7 separate regions of the Mus musculus genome follow, and regions 1, 2, 4, 5, 6 and 7 are each linked to region 3. A link is a contact called in public HiChIP or PLAC-seq and promoter capture Hi-C data. All regions are on one chromosome and are shown on one strand. The core of a region is the stretch at or near the end of the contact, and the rest is flanking DNA. Distances in the headings are between cores, read along the strand shown. Region 1 holds the start of Slc22a21 (solute carrier family 22 (organic cation transporter), member 21). Region 2 holds the start of Sowaha (sosondowah ankyrin repeat domain family member A). Region 3 holds the start of Skp1 (S-phase kinase-associated protein 1). Region 4 holds the start of Slc22a5 (solute carrier family 22 (organic cation transporter), member 5). Region 5 holds the start of Septin8 (septin 8). Region 6 holds the start of Aff4 (AF4/FMR2 family, member 4). Region 7 holds the start of Rad50 (RAD50 double strand break repair protein).

Region 1 (3,408 bases), core at 125-2,624, 1.7 Mb after region 3:
GGTCCTTAAGAAGTAACAATCCATCGCTGGCAAATGGAAAACAGTTTCTCCTGGGGCATGGCAAGACTTCATTTTGGGGTAAGGATAGGTGAGGGAAGAAAGAATAACTCCAGAAAGGGTAGAGAGTTTGGAACACACGTTTCTTTAACTTTAAAAAGTTCTGCAAAGAGTCTTTCCTTTCTGAACAGAGGCTAAAACCTGTGGTCTCTTCTCTGGAGCAAGTCTGAATCCGGCCCCTCTGAATCACATCACTACCTCGAGAAAGTCCCACCACTCAGGGTCTCAGGGCATCTCCTAGGGGCAGAACCTTCTGGACTCTATCTTCAATGGGACCCTATGGACGGATGGTCTGCCAGACATTTGTCCTCTGAGGGGCGTACTATGGCTAGAAGTCATCTCATAAAATGTTCTTAAAGGATGCTCATCACCAGGGAGCTTGTGGTTAAACTAAGGAACAACCATTGCCTGCGATGTCACCAGACCCTGACAGGGGGGCTGTCACCTACCTCTGTCACGATGGTGGACAGGAAGATGTCCTTGTCGTACTCCCAGCCATCCAGGCAGTTCTCCTGCTCCAGCTGCTCCAGGTCCACGTCCCGTCCCGGCTCCAGCCCTAGCTCAGAGAAGTTGGCGATGGTGGCCAGTCGGTAGCGGCGGCATTTCTGAGGCACCTCTGGTCCGTCCTTCGTCTCCATCGGGATACTGTGGTTGCGCCACGCGCTGCTCAGGTTCACGGTGTCTGGTATCCGGCAACGGTGCTCCGGGATCGCCGTCAGGAACACGGCTGACAACCCAGTAAAGCCATTGGGGATGATGCTGGCGCTGAGCAGGAAGAAGATGAGGCGCTGGAAGGTCCCCCACTCGCCCAGGAAGGCGGTCACCTCGTCGTAGTCAAGCATAGAGTCGGCAGCCCACGGCGTCCCGCCGGGAATCCGAGGATACTCGGGCGCAGTGGGCGGCGCACGGTTTGTCCGTGCACGCGGAGCACCAGTCACTCGTCGAAGAGGAGTTCGAGAAAGCGTCGGGAGACGTTTTCCACACGGAGAAGCTCGTGAGTTCCTCCCGCCGCCTCAGACCCCGCCAGCGCCAGAGACACCGAGGACGTGAGGCCATGATGGACTCCGCGCGGAGTCTGGCCTAGACTGCAAGGCCGGCCGTGCAGTCCTGAGGCGAACCGTGGGGTGGGCGCGGCAGGAGTCTGAGTGATCCGTAGTGGGCACTGGACGCGCCTGTACGTGAGGCGGGTCTGGTCCCGGTCTCCGAGCTGGCTGGACAGTGCGGAAGCGGGATGGAGCCTGGCTTCAGAACTGCGCGGGTGTGAGGGAGCCTAGGAGTCCCTTGCCTACTACTCTGAGCTGTTCGCTGAGGAACGCCCTGAGGTAAAGTCCTTCCCAGTCGAGAGCAAGCGAGTCGGGCTGGGGGCGGGGCCGCTGTAGTCCCCGCCCCGAAGCTGCTGCTAGAGGGAGGGACGGGTCTTCTCAAGCCACACCCCCCGAGCGAGTCGGGCTGGGGGCGGGGCCGCTGTAGTCCCCGCCCCGAAGCTGCTGCTAGAGGGAGGGATGGGTCTTCTCAAGCCACAACCCCGAGCTGGTCCCCAGGGCTCCTTTGGGGGAAGTTGTGACCAAGCTGGGTGTTGACTTGGAGAAAGGCGTAGGATTTCGGTATGAAACACCCTCTCAACTTTTTGTTATGGGTCAGAAAGGGATTGTATCCCACCAAAAGTCTTCTCCTTCAATGGACCTGAGTTCAATTCCCAGCACGCATTGGAGGCTTACAACCTTCTGGTAACTCCAGTTCCGGGGGAACTAATCCCCTTTTCTGGTCCCCTGTCACATATAGTGCACAGACATACATGCAATCAAAACGCCCACTCACATAATGTCATATTATAATAATCATTAAGAGATTGAGACAAATTTTGAGGCTGTGGTCATGAGGCTGTGGGCAATGAATTTCAATTTCTAGGCTCTGTTCTGTGCTTTATGTTTTTAAAGATTAAGAAATCATTCAGTTATTCATCAAATCGACTTAAGCAAATATAAAAATTTAACTTCAAGATTAAGGATCTTAGTCTAGGATTATACCCTCAAATTAGTTATTTTTTACAGTTAATTCAGGAGCTGACTGGTGATCTACATAGTTCCAGGCCAGTCAGGACTACACAGTGAAACCCGTCTTAAAACAAACACAGAGCCTTACAATGAAATCCATTGTTTTGTGCAAATAGTATTTCCTAAAATTAAAAAGATAAGGTATAAAAATAGCAATTGTGTAATTCTAAAGTAATATTGTCAAATGAAATGAGAAGTTACATTTATAATTTTATTTATTTATTTATTTACTTATTTAGATGGGGCCTACTGTATTTCCCTGGCTTTACCTGCAACTTTGGTCACAAATGACCACCTGCCTCATCCTCTCTAGTAGCAGGGACAACAGGTGTGTACAGCAGATGCACATTATCATTAAAATTGTCTTGGTAGCTGTTGTATTCGTAACTTTTCTGGTTACAGAGACAAAAGCAATTTAAGGGAGAAGAGGTTTGGGCTTGTGCTTAGAGGGTAGAGTCGGTCACTCTGGGAAGGCCGGGTGGCAGGAGTCAGCTTGTCACAGTCGCCTCAGTCAGGAAGCCAGGAGAGAGAAATGCTGGTGCTCAGCTTGCTTTCTCTCCTCTTACTTAGTCCTGGACCAAAGGCCATGGAACAGATGCTGCCTCTCTGAGGGTCACTCTTCTCACTCCAACTAATGAGATCTAGAAGCTTCCTCACAGACACCTAGAGGTTTCTCTCTTAGGTGATTCTAGACCCTGTCAAGTTGACAACAATAATTGTCACAGCCATATTAATAAAATGTCCAGATCTAGTAAATAAAAATTTTACGTGGTCAGATTCAAGTTTTGCATAAAGAACTAACAATTTGAAGTATCGTTACATATTGGTACTTGCAGGGACATGTGAGGTTGAGATGTAAGTGGCTGTCCTGTGTTCTTTCTCCCTGCCAGTGCTCATAGTAGAAGCCTTTAGAGCTGGGGTGTGGCCTCACATGCACCAGACCTTGGATTGGATCCCAGTTGTGTAAGAAAAGCTTTTCCTTAAAGAGTATGGAATTAATTGTAAGACTATGTTATTATTTTATTATTAAGTTGGCATGGAAAGTATTGAAATGCATTTGATTCTTATTAAAAATCACCAATCCCTGTCTTTCATATTAAGTCTTGGGACTTCGGTGTGTATCTTATAGGATGTTTCTGTTGAATCTAGTGAAGTACACATTTAAATACTCAGCAACTACTTCTAGGTAGTGGCTACCCTGTTGGGTGGTATTATTTTAAGGCCTTTAAAAATAAAATATAAATAAAATAAATTTTTAAAAAATTTGGGTTGTTACTAATAATTTGAACATTACATG
Region 2 (3,435 bases), core at 755-3,254, 1.2 Mb after region 3:
TTTGGGGCCTGTCTTGGACAGGCTTAGACAGCGTGCCACAGGCCCTGGTAGGTGGTAGCTCCAATGCCATTCAGGTTGGAGGGGGCAGACTGGGCACTAAACCAGCTAAAGGTCCTGGAGTGGATCGATGAGAGATTTCGGTGAAGGACGGCAGGCCACCGCGAATCTTGGTCTTTTTTCGGGGAGCCATGGGCGAGGCACCCAAGAACTTGCTGAAGGAACTTGACTTCTTCAAGCCACGAGCCAGGTCCTGGAGCATCAAGTCATCGGCCAGGACGCCCAGAAACGCACTAGTGGTGGAGCTGAGGATGGTGGCGGCTACCTGCACGGGGTGCCGAGACACAAGGCTCCCACTGCCACCACTGGCCGCATCAGGCTCCATCATAGATCGCAGGCCAGGGTCACCCAGTAAACGCCTCAGCGCGTAGGAGGAGCCAGGCCGTAGGTACTGGTAGGCACGCCGGCCGCTGTAGTCGCGGACGTGCACTTGGGCACCCAAGCGCACCACTAGCAGCACAGCAGCATCCTCGTGGCCGTGCAGAGCCGCCAGGTGCAGCGGCGTGTAGCCACCGTGAGAGCGCGCGTTCACGTCCACGGGCGCGCCTCCACGCCGCGCCACCTCCACCAGCTGTAAAGCCATCTCCCGGTCGCCGTTCTTGGCCGCCCAGTGTAGCGCGGTGAAGCCGGACATGAAGTCGCGCTTGGCAGCCAGGCCGCGGTCCCGCAAGAGCAACCCGTGCAGCTGGTGACTCCAACGACCGCTGGCCGTGCGCACCAGCCACTCGTGCTCCGTGGGCTCCAGGGGCACCGCGGGTGACGGTAGCGGCGCGACGGGCATCTCCTCCGTGTCCGGACTCAGCAGGCGCGGACCGGCGCGGGACAGGCGCCTGAGATGCGGGGAACGGCCGGGTCCCAGGTGGAGTCCCAGACCCGACTCCTCTACCGAAAGCCTCCGCAGGAGCATCGGGGAGCCCCGTGGGCTCGGCTCCTCCGAGCGCTGCCGGCGCAGGCCCTGCTCCTCCGCGCGGATCCGCAGCGCCGCGGGGCCAGGAACGACGCAGCGCACCGGCAGCATGCAAGGCTTCTGCGGTGGCACTTGCGCCGTGGGAGGTGCAGGCTCCGGGCCTGGCGACTCTGTGCTCGTCAGGGCCAGCCCCGACGGCACGCTGGCGGGTCGGGCTAGCTCCGAGGACCGAGGTAGCGCCGGATCCTCCGGCCCCCCGGGCTGTGGCGCTGAGCCTGATGGCGCCTCAACCTGGGTGACCTCTGAGGGTAGGGTCTCAGGGGTGTGCTGTAGCTCGGATGGTGCGGACGAGTCCTCCGGCGGTTCTCCTGATCGCTGTGGGGAGTGGGGAGCCCCGGGGGCACAGTTGTCCTCCGCTGGGACAGCAGCGCACTGGGCCAGCGCGGCTGGCACTCCAGGGCTGGAGGGGAGTGGGGCCTCGGGTCCTTCCGGCGGCCGGGGCTTCTTTCTCAGCACCACGAACTTGACCCCATCCAGCTCCTTCACCACGGCCACGTTGTTGACGAACTGCTTGAAGCGGTCCCTACGGGCCGCGCGGCCCCGTGGGTCCCCAGCGTCCAGCAGCGGCTTGAAGCGGCTCAGCAGCTCGGAGTTGCGCACCTGCCCGCCGTGCTCCCGCAGGAAGCCCAACACCGCCGCCTGGCTCACCCCTGCGGCAGCAGCGGCGGCAGCGGCGGCGGCTGCCAGCGCCATTCTCGGTGTCTGCGACTCCGGGGTCGCCCCAGCCGCCCAGCCGGGCTCACCTGGGACTCTGATTTCCGAAACTGGACTGCAGTCACGCCCTCGCCGCCGTGCTGAGAAGTCTCCGGGCGAAGGGCACCTGGGACTCCTATCCTCCGCCTGCGCCAGGCCTGGCCCCCAGACTGGGGGGTAGGTTGCTGCTGAGAGGTCCTGTCCAATGGGCGCCAGGCTCCATGCCCCTGTGCGGCGCTCGGCTTACAGGTGACAGCTGCCACTGGAGGTGCGGAGGGAATGGGAAAGCGGAACCTCTCTGCACTGCCCCCACCAATTAAAGGCGGAATTAAAGGCGCAGCGTTGCTCTTCAGCTCCACTCCCGGTTGCTAGGTGGGTGTGTTCCCTGGGGATGTTGCAGCGTATGGGCGAGGCGTGGGTATTTATTACCTTCAGCACTATTTACCACAAAATAAAAGCAATATTTTACATATATATGTCCTTGCACTGCATATATTGCATCAATACCTCTCCAATGTCTGATGCTTTTTATATAGGGGGAAAAAAACCAACCAGATTTACAAAATTCATAGCAAGAACAGTTCCCTGTGTGGTATTGAGTGCAGGGTACTGGAGGCTCACAAGAGGTTTAGGAAGCAGTTTTCTCATGATAGATAATACTTTTTGAAATGTGGAGCTTTGCGATCTACATATTTTATTATTCGTTGACTTTCTGTCTCTCTGTCTCTCTCTGTCTATCTGTTTCTCTCTCTCTCTCTCTCTCTCTCTCTCTCTCTCTCTCTCTCTCTCTGTGTGTGTGTGTGTGTGTGTTTTGTAGGTCAGAAAGAAGATAACTTGAGACATTGGTTCGGCTTTCCATCATTACATGGGCTCTGGAGTGCAAATTCACATCATCTGGTTTGGTGGCAGGCACCTTTACTCACTGAGCCATTCCAAAAATACCCCCTTTATTTTTGTCTCTATATGAAGTTCAAGTTGGTCTGGAACTTGTGCTGTCACCGCCTCAGTCCTGAGTGCTAGGATTATAGGTGTGTGCCACCATGCTTGCCCAAAATAACCCATTTCATATAGGATTTCAGGAATAAACCCACAGGAAAAAACAAAGAAGGAAAAAATATCAGCAGCAGAAATGACCATTAACATTTTGACATACTTTCTTCTACTATGAATTCATGTGTCTTTTATACTTTAAAAATTAAAAAAAAAAAGCAAAATAGAAACCATATTGAAGTGTTAAGTATGGAACCCAGGGCTTTACAAATGCCAGGATACAGCACCACACCTCCAGCCCATGCTGTTTCTAAAACTTCAGTTATTTCACAAATATTTATTGAGAACATAGCCAGGCCCTTTCAGGCTGTGATACATGTTAGCAGAGATAAACGCTTTGACCTAGCAGAGTTCATTTATCAGGAGGAAACAGAAGTCAGAAAGCTCTGTAATGTGCTATGTGAGCTATAGCATACCCTAGAAATACTATAGAGAACACTATAGTATAGAAATACTATAGAGAACACTATAGTATAGAAATACTATAGAGCATGGAGAAGCTCACCAGGGACAGGGTGGGGGTTTCAGCTGGGCAGTGGTACAGGACAGCATCCATTGTGAAGGTGAACCGAGGGTGTGGGGTAGGGAGTTATGCAGATGAGAAAGAACTTCTTCAGTGAGGGTGGAGGCGGGGTTGCTTGCTTCATTTTTGTTGTTTGTTGTTTCCA
Region 3 (3,836 bases), core at 687-3,186:
GAACCCATATCCAAATGGTGGGAATATATATATATATATCAATCACCCTACGTTTGCCCCAGCTGCTAGTTCCATTTCTTTAGGCAAAGGATTTCTTGTGCATCTTTTGTGAACTATCGTGCACCTTAAATAGTCTGAGCATGGCAAGGATTGAACTCAGGGGCCTGGGCACGCTAAGCTTTGTTCCAGCACCCAAATCTCCATTTTCTGCTCTAAGCATTTGTTAATTCCGTTACTGGAGGCTCTCAGACCTCTGGGGAAAACCATATACTTTGTGCCATGCAGTGTGCTGGCTTCTTAGGCTCGCTGTATGACCCAGGACTGTTTAAGGAGCCCACCGAGTTTATGGCACGTGGAGGAAAAGGCTCTCTAGTGGGCCTTCCCTAGGAGGCCCGAAGCCGGAGCTGTGAAGGGCAGGCAGCGCTGCAGATAAAAAGCCTGAGAACTGTGGGTCTTTCATCTTCTGTCATCGACTCTGGCACCTGGCAGACATTGGATACCAGCAGACAAAGACCTGGTAATTCAACCCATTGCTTGGTCTCTCTGCCCAGTCTTGTCCTAGAGAAGCTGTAGTCTCTGGTTTCTTTAGGAGGCCCTGTGTGGAAAAGTCTTTTGTCTTCGTGGTGCCAGGAATACCAATCATGTGCTCACTGGTTAGGTGAGCCTGGCGCCTTGGTGGGGCTAGTGATGCTCCCTAGACACAGCAGGGCAGGGCAGGGCAGGGCAGGCAATTGCCCTCTTCCTGGCTGGGCTGAGGCCAGATGGGTGCTTTCAGGCCTCTCCCTTTACTTCAAAGCTGTTTCATTCTAGCGACCTTATCACAGCCTTCTTTGAGCCGCCTGTACAGCATAGCCTGTTCAGGTTGAGCCTGACTGTCCCCGTTCATTGCTGGATGGATCCCCAGCACTGGCCTCACAGATTGGCCTAGAGCATGGTTACCCAAAGAATGTAACCTCCATGCTACATTCACATTGACTCTCTCCAGGCTTGGCGCTTCACTCCAACAATGGCTATTTGGGGGCCTGGAAGCCTCTTCAAAGTTCAAAGGTAGGAAATAAAGGTGAAGATTAGCCAACAGGGTGGTCCTAGCCTCGAATCTCCAAGCTGGCTATTGGGAGGCAGACAGATCTGAGTTTAAATAGCGAGCTCCAAGCCTTATATAGTAAGACCCTGTCTCAAAACAAAACAACAAGAGTTTCAGGCAAGTATATATGTGGTGAAAATGCCTGTGACCCCAGCGCAGGTGGAAGGAGATCATGAATTTTAGACCAACCTGGTCAACATACTGAATTTACAGCTACTCTGTGCCAAACAGGGTCCCGTCTTAAAATGCAAAGAAAATAAAACTTTAAAAATCAAATAAGCAGGTGTACCATGTCAGGAGTATTTAAGAATTCTAAGCCGCCTAGGTTAAAGAAACACCTTTGTCTCAACATGGCATACATGTATATATATATATATATTTAATTCAGTATCAGTAGAGAAGGTTCAACTCCTGAACCCCTGGTCAGCAAACTCAATTCTATTTCCTTAGGTTATTAGGAGAGTAACGGTGGTCAGGCTGAGGCGACTCCTTTAAGGAAAACACACACCCACAACCGGTTTTGCGGTTTGTTGTTTCCAGGCTTTTCCAGGACTGGGGTCTTTCAAGCCGTTTAAGACAGCCCATGCCTGAAAGACCCTTCGGGTCGAGATGGTTTCCCAGCCGGTGCCGGAGTCCGCTTTGAAGGAGAGCATGGCGCTGTTTAGGCCAGCGGAGTAAGGAGGACGTCCCTCTCTTGCCCAGCCACCCCTCCACCCGCCGCCGCTCAGCACCTCTCCAGGAGACCTCTGCGGCGCTCAGGGTCTGCCGCCTGTGTTTCGACTGCCGTCAGGCGATCTCAACGGCCAGCCCGGCCGGCTGTGTGACGTCACGGGCTCGGGGTCCTCGGCGCCTGCGTCCCGCTGCTATAAAAGGCGACGCCGCGCGGCGCCGCTCGAGTGGCCTTGTTCTCGATACTTCGTTGTGGTTGTGAACTCTGTCCGGCAGCCTCGGGCCTGCGGTCTTGAGACGGAGCACCGTGAGTAGCAACCCGCGAGCCGGACACGTTCCTCGAGGGAGGGGCTGGGTGGGAGCCTCGCGTTGGCTGTGGAGTGCACGAGGCGGCGAGGCGACCTGGCCTCGTATCCTGAGGCGCCGTGCGGCCCGTTGCAGACCCCCGGACCGCGGGAGGCACGAGGAGGCCGAGTCAGGCCTTCAAGGGTCTCCCATCCTTTCGGCGCTCGCTCAGGGAAGAGAGTCGAGCCCTGTGGCAGGCCTGCCGCTTTGCAGGCGACGTCAGTCGGCCCCAAACGCGACTGGAAGGCCCAGGCTTCGTACCGGGCCTGCCTTAGCGACAGGCTTGCTGCTCCGCGCTCCAGGCCGGGTGGGCAGCGAGGCTTTGAGTAGGGGTCCTGGGCCGTTCCAGGTGGTGGCTGTCGTTGCCATTTGATTCTTGGCTCCCTCCCTTTTCTCCTGTATCTGGCGTCAATTAGCTCCTTATTGGTCTCACCTTTTTAACCACCGAATATGCAGGTAACAGACTCCCAATGTTTCTTTGCGTTTTGTCACGTTCTGCAGTCTCTGAACTTGTTACTGTAATAGACACTGTCGTCTGAGGTGTGTGGCATTTGACGCTAAAACCTGAGGTGTTTGGGTTTTTTAAGGGATAGTGCTAAAACCTGCCTTCTGGTTCACTTTTTCACGGAGTCCTCAGGTTTGGAGACTCAGTTTTTCAGCAGAATGTTACAGTAGACTGTATTGTGGCATAGAACAATGCAGTCTCTTCCGTCCTGCAGTGTAGTAACAAGTGTCAGAATTTCGAGTCACTTAAAACAGGTTTGTTTTTAAAGTCTGGTATACTAGAATTCTCATGCTAGACTTGGATGATTAATTTCCAAGTCTAGGAGCTTAGAGAACTGAAGAAGGGTTTTTTGAAAGCATATCAAATCGAAACCTCATACATTATTACTTAAAAATTTTGCACTTAATTCCAACACAACAACAAAAGTGAAGTCTAGGATTACAGAGTGCGTTGAATTACAGATTAACCGATTGCCTCCCTGTCATTTAATAAGATCCTGGCTCCCTTGCAAGTAACCTAATACCTAAATTTGACTATGACTAAGCACATCTTTATTTATTGTGAATTATTTCAAGGAAATACGGGGTGGTCTTTTAAAATAATTTTATCAACTACATAGACTTGTTCTGGAATGCTCATTGTAGTACTAGAGATCATAAAAAGAACACAGTGTCTTGCTATTAAAAACTGGCCTATTTTAACTTTTATTGTTGCCTTATCATAGGGAGGGTCTGCTGCTCTGACTTCTCTGTTCTGCAGACATGTTTGTTAGTTGAAAAGTGAACTCTTGAGTCTCTTCAACCATGGATGAGTGGGAGCTGGGTATTTCAATGGATGATTGTAAAACAAGCTTTACCTCTCCCAACCCCCTTTCTTGAAGCTTGTTTACTTGAGGAATTGGGGACAAGTGTCTCAGAAAGCTGAATGAATATTTTAGGAGATGTGCTGAGTCTTAAGTGTTTGACCCTAAAATAGGTGTAGTAGTTATTTTAAATGCTAAACCCTGTACTTTTGTGAAAAATCGCGTTAGTAATACAACTCAGATCCAGAAATGCTTAAGAAGTACCTTTAGAGTAACATTGAAGGCTTGTATCTTCCTTAGAAGCACAGACCTGCCTAGTTGCATGTGAGGTAGGGATTTTGGTGCCCACCTTTAGTCCCAGCACTGGAGGCAGCGGCAGGTTTATGGCTGAGTTCAAGACTAGTCTTAAGTTCCAGGACAGCCAGGGTAAT
Region 4 (3,569 bases), core at 271-2,770, 1.7 Mb after region 3:
ACTCCTAGCTTCTCCCTACTGCTCCTGAAACCATTTCTTGATGTTGGATCTAGACCTAAGGGCTAACTAAACTCACCAAGAAACTATCTCCAACTGGCCAATCCCAATCCCTGATACTCAATGAACCAGTTGCTCAATAGTATCACAGAAGATTCTTCTCATATTCTGCATATTCAATACTGCTGAGCCTCCAGGAAACTACAGTTGGTGCCCAAGTCCCCAAACACATCCACATGCACCATTAAATGGCCTGCCACACCCCCAGCAGAGTGACTGAGAAATGTCAAAGTCACCCAAGAATAAAGTGCAAGGGGATGAGGAATTAGGTTTCCATCGCTTTTCAGAGTAACCTTACATGCCTTACCGAACCTCTCCAGTGATCTTGTCCCAGAATACTGTGGAAAAGACTCCATACCAACAAGTCACCCTGGATAGATCTGCAGACACATGGGTCCTTAAGAAGTAACAATCCATCGCGGGCAAATGGAAAACAGTTTCTCCTGGGGCATGGCAAGCCTTCATTTTGGGATGAGGACAGGTGAGGGAAGAAAGAATAACTCCAGAAAAGGTAGAGAGTTTGGAACACACGTTTCTTTAACTTTAAAAAGTTCTGCAAAGAGTCTTTCCTTTCTGAACAGAGGCTAAAACTGTGGCCTCTTCTCTGGAGCAAGTCTGAATCCGGCCCCTCTGAATCACATCACTACCTCGAGAAAGTCCCACCCCTCAGGGTCTCAGGGCATCTCCTAAGGGGCAGAACCTTCTGGACTCTATCTTCAATGGGACCCTATGGACGGATGGTCTGCCAGACACTTGTCCCCTGAGGGGCGTACTATGGCTAGAAGTCATCTCATAAAATGTTCCTGGGCCACCTGACTGGAGGATGCTCATCAGCCTGTGCGTTGGACGAAGGGCTACAACCGTCGCCGCGATGTCACCAGACCCTGATAGGGGGGCTGTCACCTACCTCTGTCACGATGGTGGACAGGAAGACGTCCTTGTCGTACTCCCAGCCATCCAGGCAGCTCTCCTGCTCCAGCTGCTCCAGGTCCACGTCCCGCCCCGGCTCCAGCCCTAGCTCAGAGAAGTTGGCGATGGTGGCCAGTCGGTAGCGGCGGCATTTCTGAGGCACCTGTCGTCCGTCCTTCGTCTCCAACGGGATACTGTGGTTGCGCCACGCGCTGCTCAGGTTCACGGTGTGAGGCACAAGGCAACGGTGCTCCGGGGTCCCCGCCAGGAACACGATGGACATACCATTGAAGCCATTGGGGATGATGCTGGCGCTGAGCAGGAAGAAGATGAGGCGCTGGAAGGGCCCCCACTCGCCTAGGAAGGCGGTCACCTCGTCGTAGTCCCGCATGCCGTCCTCAGCCTCCCACAGCGCCCGTATGGGAATAAGGGGACACCGTGGCGCGGGAGACGGGGCGCTGAGAGCCTCTGCGTGCAAGGCTCGTGAGTTCCCACCGACGCCTCCGACTCGGCCACCGCCAACTTTACATAGGGCCTGAGGGCGGGGCGGGCTCTGGGCATGGGCCTGGGCCGCAAGGCCCGCCCCGCCGTCCCGGCTCTGAGGCGCGGCGCGGCGCGGCACGGCGGGGGCGGGGCAGGGGCCTGAGTGACGCACAGTGGGCGCCGGCCATCGGCCGCGCGTGCGCCTGAGGCGGAGCCGAGCTAGGACTCAGAACTAGCTGGGCGGTACAGAAGGCGGGGCTGAACCGGGCTTCAGAACTGTCAGCGAGGGAGGGGTGTGGCTTCATTCGACCACGCCTCCATAGTCTCTACGGGGCCCGGGTTGGGTGAACACTTCTAGTTCCGCCCAGACTGGAAGACTGAGGCGGGGCGTCTGTGAGCCACGCCCCTAACAGGTCCGCTCTAGGGGGCGGAATTGGGTCTTTTCAGGACACTTCCTGGAGCAGGTTCCCAGGGTGCCCTTCTCTTGAGGGAAAGGGTGACTTTGAAAAGTTTGTGTCCAAGGCCATCCTGGGAAGACCATTCTGGGTGTTCAATGGAAAGAGGCTTAGAATTTAAGCAGTAAACAGCCCACCTTCTCAAATTTTTGTTGTGGTTGAGAGATATTGTGAACCTCGGAGAGTCTCATTGACAACGACAGCCTTTGTTGCAGTTTTTCCTGGAAAGACTGCCATCTTTTGTGGCTGCGGAGATAGCTCAGCTAGGACTCTCTTTAAGAGTCCAGATTGCTCCTCCAGAGGACCTTGGCTTGCTTCCTAAAAGGCATAGGGCAGCTCACAGGCCCAGTAGGCATGCACTCGGCACATTAGACAAAACAGACTTGCAGGCAAAACACTCATACACATAAAATAAAATAATAGTTATATATATTTACATATAATATATACATATATTAAAAAGGGGTGGATTTTGAGACTGGTGATGAGAAAGGTGGCAATGAATTTTAATTCCCAGACTATTATGTTCTTAAATTATTTTGTTGTCTTTTGATTTAAGAAATAGTAAAATTTTGACTTCAAGATTAAGGATCTTAGTGTAGGATTAATCTCTCAGATTTGTAATTTTTACAATTAATGCAGGAGCCAACTTGTTAAAAAACCAAAACAAAAACTTACCAGAGTTTGTGGCAAAGGACCTTAATCAAGTCTGGTCTTTATAGCCAGTTCCAGGTTCTCAAATAAACAACAACAACAAACTTTACCATGAAACCCATTATTTTGTCCTAGTAATATATTCTAAAAACCAACAACACCCAAAAACAAAACAAAAAACAAAAAACCGACCAGCAACTGTATGATTCTGAAGCAACACTGTCTAATAAAATAAGAAGTTACCCTTATAATTTTATCTATATTTATTTTTTTGAGATGAGTTTTGCTATATTGCCCTGGCTTGCTCAGTAGCTTTGACCTCAACTGACCAACCGTGCTCCTCAGCATTGCGGTGGAACAGGCAAACATTGTAACTACAATTGCTTTAGTAGCTGTTAGTAACTTTTCTGGTTACAGAGACAAAGCAACTTAAGCGGAAAGGGTTTGTTCGGCTCAGTAGTCAGAGGGTGGAGTCAGTCACTCCCGGAAGGCTGGGTGGCAGGAGTCTGCTTGTCACAGTCGCCTCATTCAGGAAGCCAGGAGAGAGAAATGCTGGCGCTCAGCTTGCTTTCTCTCCTCTTACTTAGTCCTGAACCAAAGGCCATGGAACAGATGCTGCCACTCTGAGGGTCACTCTTCCCACTCCAGCTAACGAGATCTAGAAGCTTCCTCACAGACACCTAGAGGTTTCTCTCTTAGGTGATTCTAGACCCTGTCAAGTTGACAACAATAATTGTCACAGCCATATTAATAAAATGTCCAGATCTAGTAAATAAAAATTTTACGTGGTCAGATTCAAGTTTTGCATAAAGAACTAACAATCTGAATTATAGTTATGTATTGGCATATGCAGGGACATGTGAGGTTGAGATATAAGTGGCTGCCCTGTGTTCTTCCTCCCTGGCAGTGCTCATAGTAGAAGCCTTTAGAGCTGGGGTGTTGCTCAGTGGGAGAGTGCTTGCCTTACACACACCAGGCCCTGGATTGGATCCCAGCCGTGTAAGAAAAGCT
Region 5 (3,791 bases), core at 1,015-3,514, 1.3 Mb after region 3:
TAAGGACCACATGGAATACTGCTGCAGAAAATCCTACATGTGAAAAGATCAGTCTACTCACCTTGCAGCCCCCACAGACTATCCTTACTCCTTCAGAAGTGCAAACCCACAGCTGCGTGGACAGAGTAACTCACATAATATGAAAATCAGAGGCTTGGAGATGAGGAGAAAGTTTTCCTAGGAGAGTGGACACTTCTCAAGAGAGGGAAGTCACCAGTCTCCCTGGTGTGTGTGTGTGTGTGTGTGTGTGTGTGTGTGTGTGTGTGTGCCCAAGGAGGCCAGAGGCATCAGACACCCCTGCATCTGGAGTGACATGCTGTTGTAAGCTGCCCCACGATTTGGATGTTGGAAACTATGGGTCTTCTAAAAGACTGCTGAGCCGTCTCTCCATCCTTCCTCTTTTTTATTTGAGACAGGATCTGTCTGGTTGGGATTAAAGGTGAGTGCCACCACACCAAACTAAGTGGATGTTTTGAAATAACACTCGAGTGGAAATGAAAGGCCATTTAGAAGGTAGTCTAAGGCCAAGGAGGAGTGAGAAAGAAAAAGGCAGCGAGGAGAAACTTGCATGTTTCCTTGCAGCAACTGTTTCAGATGATGGAATCCTCAACCCCGCATGCTCTCCCCATGCACTCCGCATGCTCTCCCATGCACTCCCGGGGTCAGACATTAGGGCTAGAGGAGACACTAGCAAACAATGGGTTCCAATCACAATTTAAAGCCCCTTGCTTGTTTTTCTTCATTTTCAGAGACTTGAGGGACCCAGTTCTCTCCATTGTGTAGATCCCAGGGATTGAACTCAGGCCATCAGATTGGGTGGCAAGCAACTTTACCCGCTGAGCCACCTTGCTGGCTCATGGATACACGCCATCAGAAGAGTAGCTTTCATAGTAAGGTTAAGAAGCTGGGTGTGGGATGTGATTCAAACAGGAAAGTTCATCACTAATCCACCTCCCCACTCTAACCACTGTGCTGTGACCCCAGGTGTTTGTTTGCTTGTTTGTTTGGGGGGTGTCTTGTTTCTTTCTTTGGGGGGGGGTCACCAGACTGGCCTCCATTTTGTTTTATAATGGAGGATGACTAGAACTCTGAACTGTCCTGCCTCTAACTTCCAAATACTAGGATTATAAATGTGCCCCTCACATCTGGCTTATGCAGTGCTGGGGACAGAACTCAGGGCTTCCTGCACGCTAGCGAGCAAGCACTCTACCAAACTGAGCTGCACGGGGCCACATTTCTTGTCAGAGAACGTACAAGGAACAACAGCACGGTGGAGCATCCAACAAAATAAAAACACTGTTAAGAACTCCAAGATACTTCAGCTGGGTACCTTGGAGACAAGACATGGTTTGTAAAGAAAGAAGGGAAAAGCTTCTTCTCTCTTCAGAGAGAGAGAGAGAGAGAGAGAGAGAGAGAGAGAGAGAGAGAGAGACTGACTCTATGGAGGGGACAGGAAGTGTTCCACAGCACGGGGTGTGCCAAGTCCAGATGTGGTCTCCAGATACCTCCAGCAGGCATACGTTTCCACTGAGGGGAGGACAGGGTTGTTTCTCAAGAAGATATTGGGGGTGGGATGCACATTCGTGGGTAGTGGAGGGACAGAGGCAAAGTTTGCCTTACTATCAGGGAGACCTTAGGGAAAGGCAGGGAAAAGAAGACGGGGCGAGCTAGATCTTGTAGTCACTGAAAAAGTTTACGGAGCCTCTTGAGACGTTTGTGTAGGTTTTTTTTTGAGTGGTATGGTTGGCGAAGATGTGCGTACTGTGAGAACCAAGTTCCTCTCTGCATAATGCCATAACTCCAAACTCGTGGGACAAGCAGGGTGAGGATCACTAGCAGTATGCTGCGCATAGATGTCGAGTCCGCTTCCCAAACTGCATCTTTCTCCGGTTCATCATTGCGCAAGGAGCCAAAGGCTGCCTGGCAGGATGCACCGGTCCAGCCCAGGGCTCCCGCCCTAGCTCCAGCTTAGAGCATCAGGTGGGACCTATGGCACAGGCAGAAGAGGCTGAGGGATCTCTCTCGGACCTGCAGCGCATGAACCATCCGATCGGTGGTCCCAGTGCGTTTGCAGGTTCCTGTAGAGACAGTCAGCTTGGAGGCAGAACTCCCAGGGCACACGTAGCACCCCTCTGTGCTATGCACTAATCTGGCTTCCAAGGGACACTCAGCAGGCCTCGGAGAGGCCCGGGTCCCCCAGACGTGGCAGTCCGGGCCCCCCACCTCACAGACTACAAGTCCCAGCAGCACCCGCAGCTAGTACCTCCTGCCAAGCCGCGGAGACCCCCGTCGGTCCCAGCCGCGGGGAGTGCGCTGTGCTGGGGCCGAGCCGGGTAGGGAGGCCGGTCCCGCGGGCGGGGGCGGGGCCGGCTCCGCGGCTTCTCCCGCCGCCGCCGCCGCCAAGGGGAGTTTCCAGGAAGTGGCCATATTGGATCCATTCAGCCGCAGCCGCCCGGGCGGAGCGCGTCCCGCAGCCGGCTCATCCCCGCCGCGGCCCCGGCGTTCCCCGCAACCCGCCCGCCCGGTGCGCAGCTCGCCATGGCGGCCACCGACTTGGAACGCGTCTCGGTGAGGCCTGTGGCGCGCAGGGGCACGGGAGGGGGCGCGAGGCGGGCTGTCAGCACCGCGCGGCGGGGCCTCGAACCCCGGGACCCGGGAGCTAACCCCGGGAGGGTGTCTCAGAGTGTTGGGCTTCGCGCGATGTGAGCTCTTTCGCGGGAAGAAGCCAAGATCTGGGCTGATCGGGGCAGGTGTGAAGACAAGACTCGTGTCCAGAGGGGAGGATCCCGGACGCCCCCGACTCTTCTCTCCCAGGGTGTTCCTGCACCTCTGGGTACTTGCCTTTGCCGCGCAGGTGCTGTTATCTGGGTGCAAAGAGTGAGGATGGAGCCCCAGGGATCCAGGGATTTTTCTACCCCCCAGCACACACACACATTCCAGAAAGAGCTCAGGGGAGTTGCAGACTTTGGGTTGGAAGAACCCAGGCTCGCTGCTCATCTCCTCCACTGCCCTCCCGGGAACCTGGATCCTGGGTGCGACTCCAGACAGGTCCAGGGCCTCAGTGGTTGGCTCTGGCTCTGCGGCAGCCATTCCCAGGAGCTGAAGTGATTCCAGATCCAAACCATTGAGTGTTTGTTTGGGCCCCAGTCTGGACCTGCCTCTCTCTAGGCTGACGCCCCTTGGTGGTCCTAAGGGGGGTGTCTGTGGACTTGAGCCAGGCTATAGCATGCGGAGGGAGGCCTTTTGGGGGTTGTCTGCACTCTTGGTGTCTAAGGCTGGATTTGGGTGTGTCTGGGAGGCTAGGCTGTGACGGTGAAGGAAGCTGTGTCCTCTTGCCAGCATGTGAGGCCCTGGTCGACTGGAAGGGGAGGAGGGGAAGAGAGGGAGGAGGTGGAGGAGGGCCCAGGGCTGTTGGAGGGAGGGAGAATTCTGAATGTGTGACCGATAACGAATTGGTTCTGGGGCTAAATAAGGGAGCCAGGACTTATGTAATTTTGCTATAAATACTGTCATCTGAATTTATATATGCAAATTTCTTCTTTAATCTGAAAATACATTTGTTGGTCTTTGCGAATATGCATAACAAAGCAGGAGCTTTCATAATGTGTAGACTGGTGTGTTCTGTGCCCCTTGGGGAGGGGGCTGTGTGTCTGTTAAGTAAGTTTGACTTCATGGGTAACAGATGCAGAGGCTGGGCCAAACCAAGGTCCACTTCACTCCCGCGGCGTGAAATGCAGTACGTAAAATGGAATTTATGTACTGCAGGAAAACAGCTGAGTCCTTATAAACCT
Region 6 (3,663 bases), core at 640-3,139, 1.1 Mb after region 3:
TTTTATCTCTCTCCCTCCTGATCTGCCCAGATGTGAACAACTGCATTAGGCTCTAGCTACCATATCGTCCCTGGCCAACACAGAAGATTGTACTGTCTCAAATAGCAAGCCAGTCATCCCTCATCAAGTTGCTTCATCACAGCAACAAGAAAAGTAACTATGGGAAGGCAGTGGTCGTGCACGTCTTTAATCCCAGCACTAGGGAGGCAGAGGCAGGCAGATCTCCAAATTGGAGGCCAGCCAGATGAACACAGAACTCTGCCTCCCCAAAGTAATAACTAGCCCTTTCCCATGCCTCCCCCCCCCTTTTTTTTTAGTTTGAAACAGGACTTTGTTAAATTACTTAAGTTGGCTTCAAACTTGCTATACAGTTTAGGAATATTTGCTGAATTTGCAATCCTCCTTCCCCAAGCTGCAGAGTAGCTGAGATTACATCCATGTGTCTCCATCCTCAGTTTGGGCCCCTGTTGTAGCATTCAAGTGGCTGTCTATATGTGAGTGTGATGTGTGAATGTACCTGTTAAGGAAAGATATATATGTGTGCTACAGGGATAGAATTTAGGTCACCAAGATTGTGGGCAAGTGCCTTTAAGCCACTGAACTATCTCACCACCACCAGTATTTTTCATAAGGAAGTAGAAAAGATGGCCAGGCACACTGATACACTTCTTTAATCCCAGCACTTAGGAAGCAGAGGTAGAGGCAGGCAGATCTCTGAGCACCAAGCCTGCCTGTTTTACAAAGTGAGATCCAGGGCAACCAGGGCTACACAGAGGAAACCCTATGTAAAACTTAAGATTTATTTAGTGTTTTTCTTTTTGAGACAGGCTCTCACTATATATCCTTGACCTGCCCAGTGTTGGATATGTATATCAGCCTCACAGAAATCTTCCTCCCTCTGCCTCCAGAGTGGTGGGATTAAAGGTGTGCGCCAGACCATACCTCGATAGTGGTTTTGAGACATGGCTTAGAACTCGTGTGTAGTTGAGTGGATTTCCAAACTGTGAAATTACAAACTACAAATAACGAGTGAAGTGTTTCAAGATGTTAGAGGTGGAGAATCTGCATGAGGTACCATCAAATAAAGAAAGCAGATAAGAGACATGGGACACCAATGACAGGATTGTATGTTTTTCAGATGTAGAGGAAGAGGACACTTTTCTTGCGCTACTATTACTGGATTCTAGGAAACCTTAAAACTTTGTCTAATTACTGATTCCAATTAAATTATGGCTTGTCTGGACTAGCAGGATGTTAAGAGCGATGGTGTTTGTGTGTGTGTGTGTGTGTCGCCGTGTGTTGTTTTGACAGGGTTTTCTTAGTAGCTCAGATTGGCCTTGAATCCACTAAGTAGCCCACAGAGGCTGATATTTATTTATTTACTTATTTATTTATTTATTTATTTATTTTTTTAAGACGATGCAGGGCCGGCTTATCCTCCCACAGTAAGTCACACGCAGCAGTGGACGACGTCGCTGCGGACCTCCACGTCATCCTTCCCTCTCTACTCCTGCGGTGCGCTGCGGGACACGGGCGGCAGGGCCTGGGCCTTCACCTGCACCCCAAAACCGGTCGGCCGGGCTGCGCCCCGCCCCGCGGCGCCTCCCTAGCGGGCTGCGCAGGAGGGCGTGTGCCCCGGGCCGGGTTCTGTCCCCGGGTCTGACGCTGGTGCGGCCCCGCGGAACCTGCTGCGACCCGCGCTTCGCATCCCCGCTCCCCAGCCCCGGGCCCAGGCGCCCCCGCACGTCAGCCCGCGCGTCAGCCCCGCCGACGCCGCCTCCAGAGCAGCAGCAGGGCCGCAGCCCCCGCGCTGCCTGCGGGAGGGGCGCGGCCTGGTCACGTGACGCTCGCAGCAGCCCGGCCCTGGTCACATGGGCCGCGGCCACTGCGTCAGTCCCAGTCCCGGCTGCGGGAGTCGAGTCGTCGCCGCCGCCGCCGCCACCGCCGCCCCCAGCGGACGGGGCGGGGATCTTGGTGCCAGGGCCCCGTCAGCCCGCCCCCGCCTCAGTCACCCGTCCGGGGCTCGGCCGGGCCGTCATGGAGCGGGGCGGAACCCTGGCGTCCGCGGTGTGAGGTGCGCCGCCTCGGCTCCCCGTGGCCTCCGGATCGGCCGCTGCCCCTCGCCCCAGGCAGCCGGTCGCCGCCTCCTGGGCGGGCCCGAATGCGCGTCCGGTGAAGGTGCAGGCCGGGCGCCGCCGCCGCCGCAGCCGCGGTCGGGAAATGGTTCGGGCCTAGCGGAGCGGGGACTGGAGGTGAGAAGCCGCCTGACTGCCTGCCTGACTGACTGACTGACGTCTGAGGCGCGGCCGCGCCGCGGGGAAGGCGAGGCTCCGGCCGCTGACGCTGGCGGAGACCCGCGGGGCGGGGGGCCCCTGGATCCGGCTTCGCCCTACGTTTTCTCGTCCCACTTTCTCTCCGAAATCAATTTCAAACAAGAAAAATCATTTTTTTTTTCTTTAAAGGCCAAGCCGTTCCCATCCGACATTCCAGACGCCCATCATCTGGCCGTTTCTTCTTTTTTTCCTCCCCCCCCCCCCCCGTTGTCCCTTCCTCCATTCCTCCCTTTGATTCGGTCGGCGGATTTATCCTTTGAAAAATTTTTCCTTCGTCTGACTCAAGTCATTCCTAGTTAAAGAGAAAATAGGCCCAGATTCTGGCTATCATTTCTCAACTAGTTCTCGCCTTCCTTCTCGCGATCCTGCGCACCTCCCCCCACCCCCACTCTCCCACCTCCCCTCCACCGAAAGAAAAAAAAAAGGGGGGGAGGCTGGGGGGGTGTTAATTTCCGTCCTTGATGGTCGATGGGGTTTGAGTGGAAAAATGGGAACCTGGGTTGGAATAGGAGAAACCCTCCTTCCCGCTCGGAACCGGCCTGGTACCTGGCGATCGCCATGGCCGGGCTTTGGGTATTGATGTTTAGGCCTCCCCAGCTGCCTGTGCGCAGGGTTAATCTCGTAATTGACGTCAGTGCTTTGTTCCTTCCACTTTGCTGTTGCTTCCCACTCTCTGAGAACGGATCATGGGGTACAGGAGCCCAGGGTGTTTGTGGGGTCTCCTTATTAGGCTTTTCATTCACAGATGACACCTTTATGGGGAGTCGAGAGCCCTGATCTGAAAATGGTTGTGAGTGAAGTTCGAACCAAGAGTTCGATTCAGGGTTCTCCGAGTTTCGTCAGTTGCAAGTCAGAATTCTGGTTTTTCTTCCCCGCTGAGGTTTTAAACTGAAGCTAGCCTCCTTTCCAGTGCCGGAATCTAAGCCCTAGGTGCCCGTGAATAGGCTGTTTGTGTGACATTTAAAATGTGTGCTTTTTGTGGAGCCGAGGTGGTGGTGGGGGGAGGTTCAAAGCTTAAAGCTTTGTTTCCATGTTGATTCTCCGAAGCTTTATAAACTCTTTTGTTTGGATGGTCCTTTTAACTTATCAGTATTGAAATGTTTATGAGATTCTTTTTAATTCGAGATTTGATGAGAAGCTGATGTGGACCAAGAGGAAGCCTAGACTCTGTCGTCTTTGGTCACATATGCGTAAAGAAGTGTTGGCAAGTGGCCACTTGGTTTTTAACAAAGCTGGCTTCTTCAACTTCTTCAGGTTTATGTTCCTTATTGTCACTAACTTTCGCAGCCCTCAGTCTCCAAACAAAAAGTCTCAAAAAGTTGTTTTTTAA
Region 7 (3,642 bases), core at 288-2,787, 1.5 Mb after region 3:
AGATAGGACTATGATCTCTGCTGGGTTAAACAGTACATAGGAAAATAAAAATGCCAACAATGGTTATCACTGGGTGCGTCCACTGCAGGTGACCATCTTCTCTGCATACTTTCCACTCTAAGGTCCTCTACAATAAGCAACCACTACTTTTAGAATTATAAAAATTTAATTCTTAAAATACAAAACTTTACAGACACCATTACCTTGGGATCATGAACAAATGTATTTCCTTTGGTTCCAGGAGGGAAATCTCCAGTACAAATATACTTTAGACATTCAATGATGGTCTAAAAAAAGAGCAAGTTGTGTGTTATTTAGTGATGAGAACCACAGTAGTTTATGACAAATATTCATTCACAGCCAGGTGTGGAGGTGTGTATCTACAATTCTAGCATTTGGTGGACAAGAAGATCAGGTCAGCCTAAGCTATGTGGGATGCTGTGTCCAAAATAAATAAATTAAATAATAGCAAAAAATATGTATACATGTAGCTAGTGATTATAAGCGCTTTATTATGTCTTCCTTCCAGGAGATCAAGGCTAAGAACAGACCTGGTACAATGTCAAGTAACATTTCCACATAAAAGTCCACCTCCTGACATTCAACATCCAAGTTGGTATTTCTGGCTATCTTGCAACTTATTGTGTAGATCAAACTGGCCTCAAACTCATAGAAATGGGCATGTCTCTGCCAATCTAGGATTAAACGAGTGTGTCACAACGCATTGCCCAAATCTTCAGAAGTAATAAAATAATTTTCCAGCGTTAGGGCTACTCTATCAGCTTCATGTCCACAATAAGTCTTTTTTTTTCCATCGTTATGTTTTACCAGTAGACATGTTTTGCAACTCTAGGTTACCTATCTCTCATATTTAAAAAAAAAGCTTTTTGGAGGGGCTTTTGGGAGGTCCCAGTTGGGCACAGGTAGGTGGCGAGAGTCTGCTACGCTTCCGGAACTAGGGGGCGGGGCTGGGAAGCAGGGGCGCAGCCGGCCTTCCCCGGGAACGAGATGCCAGAGCGGAGCGCACGCGTGGGCTTCCGACACTCCGAGTTGCTGGGCCGGACCGGCTCTGAGGTCCCCGAGGCCCACGCAGCGCGCAGGGCGACGCCCTAAACACCTTCTGGGGCCCTCGCCTCAGGACTTACCGTCTTCCCCGCCCCATTGGGTCCAACCAAAATTGTGAGGGGGCTGAAGAAAGAGATAATCTGCTTATCTTTATCCTCTATCCCAAAACTTCGCACGCCCAGAATGCTCATCTTTTCGATCCGGGACATGTTTGCACCACGTTCCTTTACTCAGTGCCAGGGGCGAGTTTTAACCTCAAGGCGGAAGCTGGGCAAGCCGGGAAGGAACGCCGCGAGAGGACCCAAAAGTTCCGAACACGCGCTGCGAGCAGGAGCTCCGGTGGCGAGAGCACTTCCGGCCCCGCGGGCTTCGGTTTCCCGGGAGGGCGCGGGCCGGTTAGGGTCTGCACAGCCCAGAAAAGCCAAGCGAGCCAGCAACCGTAAGCTCGCACATTCCCGCCTCGCACGACCTGGGGTCACGTGGGGGCGGGCGCGTACTTGTCCACGCCTCTCGCACGCCCGGGGCATGCCGGGAAGTGGGAGTCCTAAGCAACACGAGCAGGACGAGTAGCTGTTGTCTTTTAGAAGTTGGGCAGGGAGGCAGCTGCCACCTATCACTGTTTGCTTTGACGTTTTGAGATCGGGTCTAGCTCTGTAGGCTCGAACTTGCGATTCTCCTGCCTCAGTCTTCCAAGCGTCGCTATTACAGAGCCTCCTAGCCCATCTTAAGTAGCGAAGACCATACTTTACGTCCACATTTGGATCCCTGGACCGCATGGGTAGGCTGGGGTGCAGTCGGAGACCCCAGTTAGTGGTTTGTTAATGACATCTACTGTACGGACAGTACTGTTTAACAGCGTTTTTCACTGTCACTTTTTATTATTATTATTATTTTTTTTTTTTTTTTTGGTTTTTCACTTTATAGTGGCGAGTAGTTTCTCTTGATCACGTGACTGTGGTGCTGCCATTACAATAGACTGCACTCTTGTATATATTTTTCCTTTAGAATAAATCAGTTTTCATTTCTACTAAGCTGTAAATGTTGCTAGTTAATGCTTACATAGGCTTGTGTTGAGATCCTTGCAGAGCTAATGGTTTTGTGAGCTGGAGAGGTGGCTCAGTGGTTAAGAGCACTTGCTCTTGCAGATTGTCGGGGTTCAATTCCCAGCACCCACATGGTGGCCCCAACCATCTGTAATTCCAGTTCCAGGGGATCTAACACCCTCTTCTGACCTCCCTGAGTTCCAGGCATAGACATGCTGTAATACATGCAGGCAATACACAAAGTATATATGTGTGTGTAGGCTTTTTTTAAAGTTTTGCCACTGAACTATTAGTAACATATACAATGCCTCCACCCTCAGCAGTATTTAAAAGTGCAAAAGGAGTTTAAGACCAAAAGTTTGTGGACCCAAAACCAGATGCTGTTCCAAGACAGGGTTCTTATAAGTAGGAAGAAAGTCCGCTCCTGTCAACAAGGTCACAAGGTAGGAATTAGGTAGAAAGGGGCTGGCTATGGAGGCTCAAACCTGTAATTCCTGCACTCAGGTGAGTGACTGAGGCAGGAGGATGCCTTTCACTGTTAAGTGTGGACTAAGAGTGAGACCCTGTCTCATACAAAAATAAAAGGCTGGCCTGGCGTGCCCAGCCCTGATTCATAGATCAACAGCACAACTCTTGGACCTAGGCTCACAGAACATGTCAGAAGAGGGGGTGAAGAGATTGTAAGAACCAGAGGTCCAGGAAACCTGTGAGATTGTGTCTCCTAGAAATGACAGAAAATTTCACACATGATACCATAGCAATATGGCTGCCTAAACAAGACCTGAACAAGGACAGCATCAGTAGACATGCTGACATGGAAAGGGAGCCCATAGAGAACTACAATGGAATTAACTGCTGAGAAGAGAAGAGGTGGTCTTTTCTGGGGAGGAGTTGGTTATCCAATACCAAGTGGTTAGCCCTGAAATCATATGTGTACAAGTAACACTAACTGGCTCGGTAGGTTGTTTGTGTGTGTGTAAAATAACAAAGAGGCCATGAATTTGAGAGAGAGTAAAGGGGAGACAGAACATGAGAGGGCTGAAGGGAGAAAAGGGAAGGGGGAAATGATATAATTACATTTTAATTTTTCCATTGTCATTTTGTGACGTGTAATCTTGGCAGCCAGGAACTCATTATGTAGACCAAGCTGGCTTCAAACTGAGAGAGCCACCTACCTCTGACTCTCAAGTGCTGGGATCAAAGGTGTGAGCCACCACACTTGGCTTCATGCTTTAATTTTTTTTTTTTCAAGAAAAAGAAGAAGCCAGACAGACCTGGTGAGACAAGCCTGTAATCCCTGTTCTAGGGAAGCTGAGGCAGGAGGATCATTGCACATTCCTGTGGGGAGCCGCCCTCACATTCGCCGTTACAAGATGGCGCTGACAGCTGTGTTCTAAGTGGTAAACATAATCTGCACACGTGCAGGGGCAGTTTTCCCGCCATGTGTTCTGCCTTTCTCGTGATGACAACTGGGCCGATGGGCTGCAGCCAATCAGGGAGTAATACGTCCTAGGCGGAGGATAATTCTCCTTAA

Evidence for each region. Promoter capture Hi-C pulls out the DNA fragments that hold promoters and counts their contacts. HiChIP or PLAC-seq counts read pairs in DNA pulled down with a chosen protein or histone mark.
Region 1: a contact with region 3 is called in a promoter capture Hi-C map of liver, with 2.6 times the contacts expected there. The contact joins the promoter of Slc22a21 here to the promoter of Skp1 in region 3. A contact is called at or near these places in 2 of 39 promoter capture datasets (hippocampal neurons and liver).
Region 2: a contact with region 3 is called in an HNF4G HiChIP or PLAC-seq map of pancreatic cancer cells. The contact joins the promoter of Sowaha here to the promoter of Skp1 in region 3. A contact is called at or near these places in 3 of 115 datasets of contacts at active chromatin or transcription factors (astrocytes, embryonic stem cells and pancreatic cancer cells).
Region 4: a promoter capture Hi-C map of pre-B cells shows a contact between it and region 3, with 2.0 times the contacts expected there. The contact joins the promoter of Slc22a5 here to the promoter of Skp1 in region 3. A contact is called at or near these places in 2 of 39 promoter capture datasets (embryonic stem cells and pre-B cells).
Region 5: a promoter capture Hi-C map of trophoblast stem cells shows a contact between it and region 3, with 4 times the contacts expected there. The contact joins the promoter of Septin8 here to the promoter of Skp1 in region 3. A contact is called at or near these places in 3 of 39 promoter capture datasets (the 3T3-L1 cell line, cranial neural crest and trophoblast stem cells) and 1 of 115 datasets of contacts at active chromatin or transcription factors (astrocytes).
Region 6: a promoter capture Hi-C map of pre-B cells shows a contact between it and region 3. The contact joins the promoter of Aff4 here to the promoter of Skp1 in region 3. A contact is called at or near these places in 10 of 39 promoter capture datasets (the C10 cell line, the HPC-7 cell line, cranial neural crest and 6 more), 10 of 115 datasets of contacts at active chromatin or transcription factors (the NIH/3T3 cell line, astrocytes, embryonic forebrain and 5 more) and 1 of 9 other capture datasets (liver).
Region 7: a contact with region 3 is called in a promoter capture Hi-C map of hippocampal neurons, with 5 times the contacts expected there. The contact joins the promoter of Rad50 here to the promoter of Skp1 in region 3. A contact is called at or near these places in 6 of 39 promoter capture datasets (cranial neural crest, embryonic stem cells, hippocampal neurons and 2 more) and 1 of 115 datasets of contacts at active chromatin or transcription factors (embryonic stem cells).

What each region holds. Positions count from the first base shown.
Region 1 is chr11:53,978,959-53,982,366 of GRCm38.p6, forward strand. Slc22a21 (solute carrier family 22 (organic cation transporter), member 21) reads right to left here and starts at 1,375. Exons shown (of 10, transcript NM_019723.3): 1 at 507-1,375. The coding sequence starts at 899. Gm30927 (predicted gene, 30927) reads left to right here and starts at 1,073. Exons shown (of 4, transcript NR_168634.1): 1 at 1,073-1,379; 2 at 2,351-2,439; 3 at 3,002-3,074.
Region 2 is chr11:53,478,191-53,481,625 of GRCm38.p6, forward strand. It overlaps Sowaha (sosondowah ankyrin repeat domain family member A), which reads right to left and starts at 2,005. Exons shown (of 1, transcript NM_183173.2): 1 at 1-2,005. The coding sequence starts at 1,717. The coding sequence ends at 71.
Region 3 is chr11:52,230,059-52,233,894 of GRCm38.p6, forward strand. Skp1 (S-phase kinase-associated protein 1) reads left to right here and starts at 1,937. Exons shown (of 6, transcript NM_011543.4): 1 at 1,937-2,060.
Region 4 is chr11:53,890,183-53,893,751 of GRCm38.p6, forward strand. It overlaps Slc22a5 (solute carrier family 22 (organic cation transporter), member 5), which reads right to left and starts at 1,521. Exons shown (of 10, transcript NM_011396.3): 1 at 965-1,521. The coding sequence starts at 1,357.
Region 5 is chr11:53,517,472-53,521,262 of GRCm38.p6, forward strand. Septin8 (septin 8) reads left to right here and starts at 2,265. Exons shown (of 10, transcript NM_001347496.1): 1 at 2,265-2,568. The coding sequence starts at 2,539.
Region 6 is chr11:53,348,878-53,352,540 of GRCm38.p6, forward strand. It overlaps Aff4 (AF4/FMR2 family, member 4), which reads left to right and starts at 1,890. Exons shown (of 21, transcript NM_033565.2): 1 at 1,890-2,252.
Region 7 is chr11:53,705,782-53,709,423 of GRCm38.p6, forward strand. It overlaps Rad50 (RAD50 double strand break repair protein), which reads right to left and starts at 1,538. Exons shown (of 25, transcript NM_009012.2): 1 at 1,146-1,538; 2 at 204-287. The coding sequence starts at 1,274.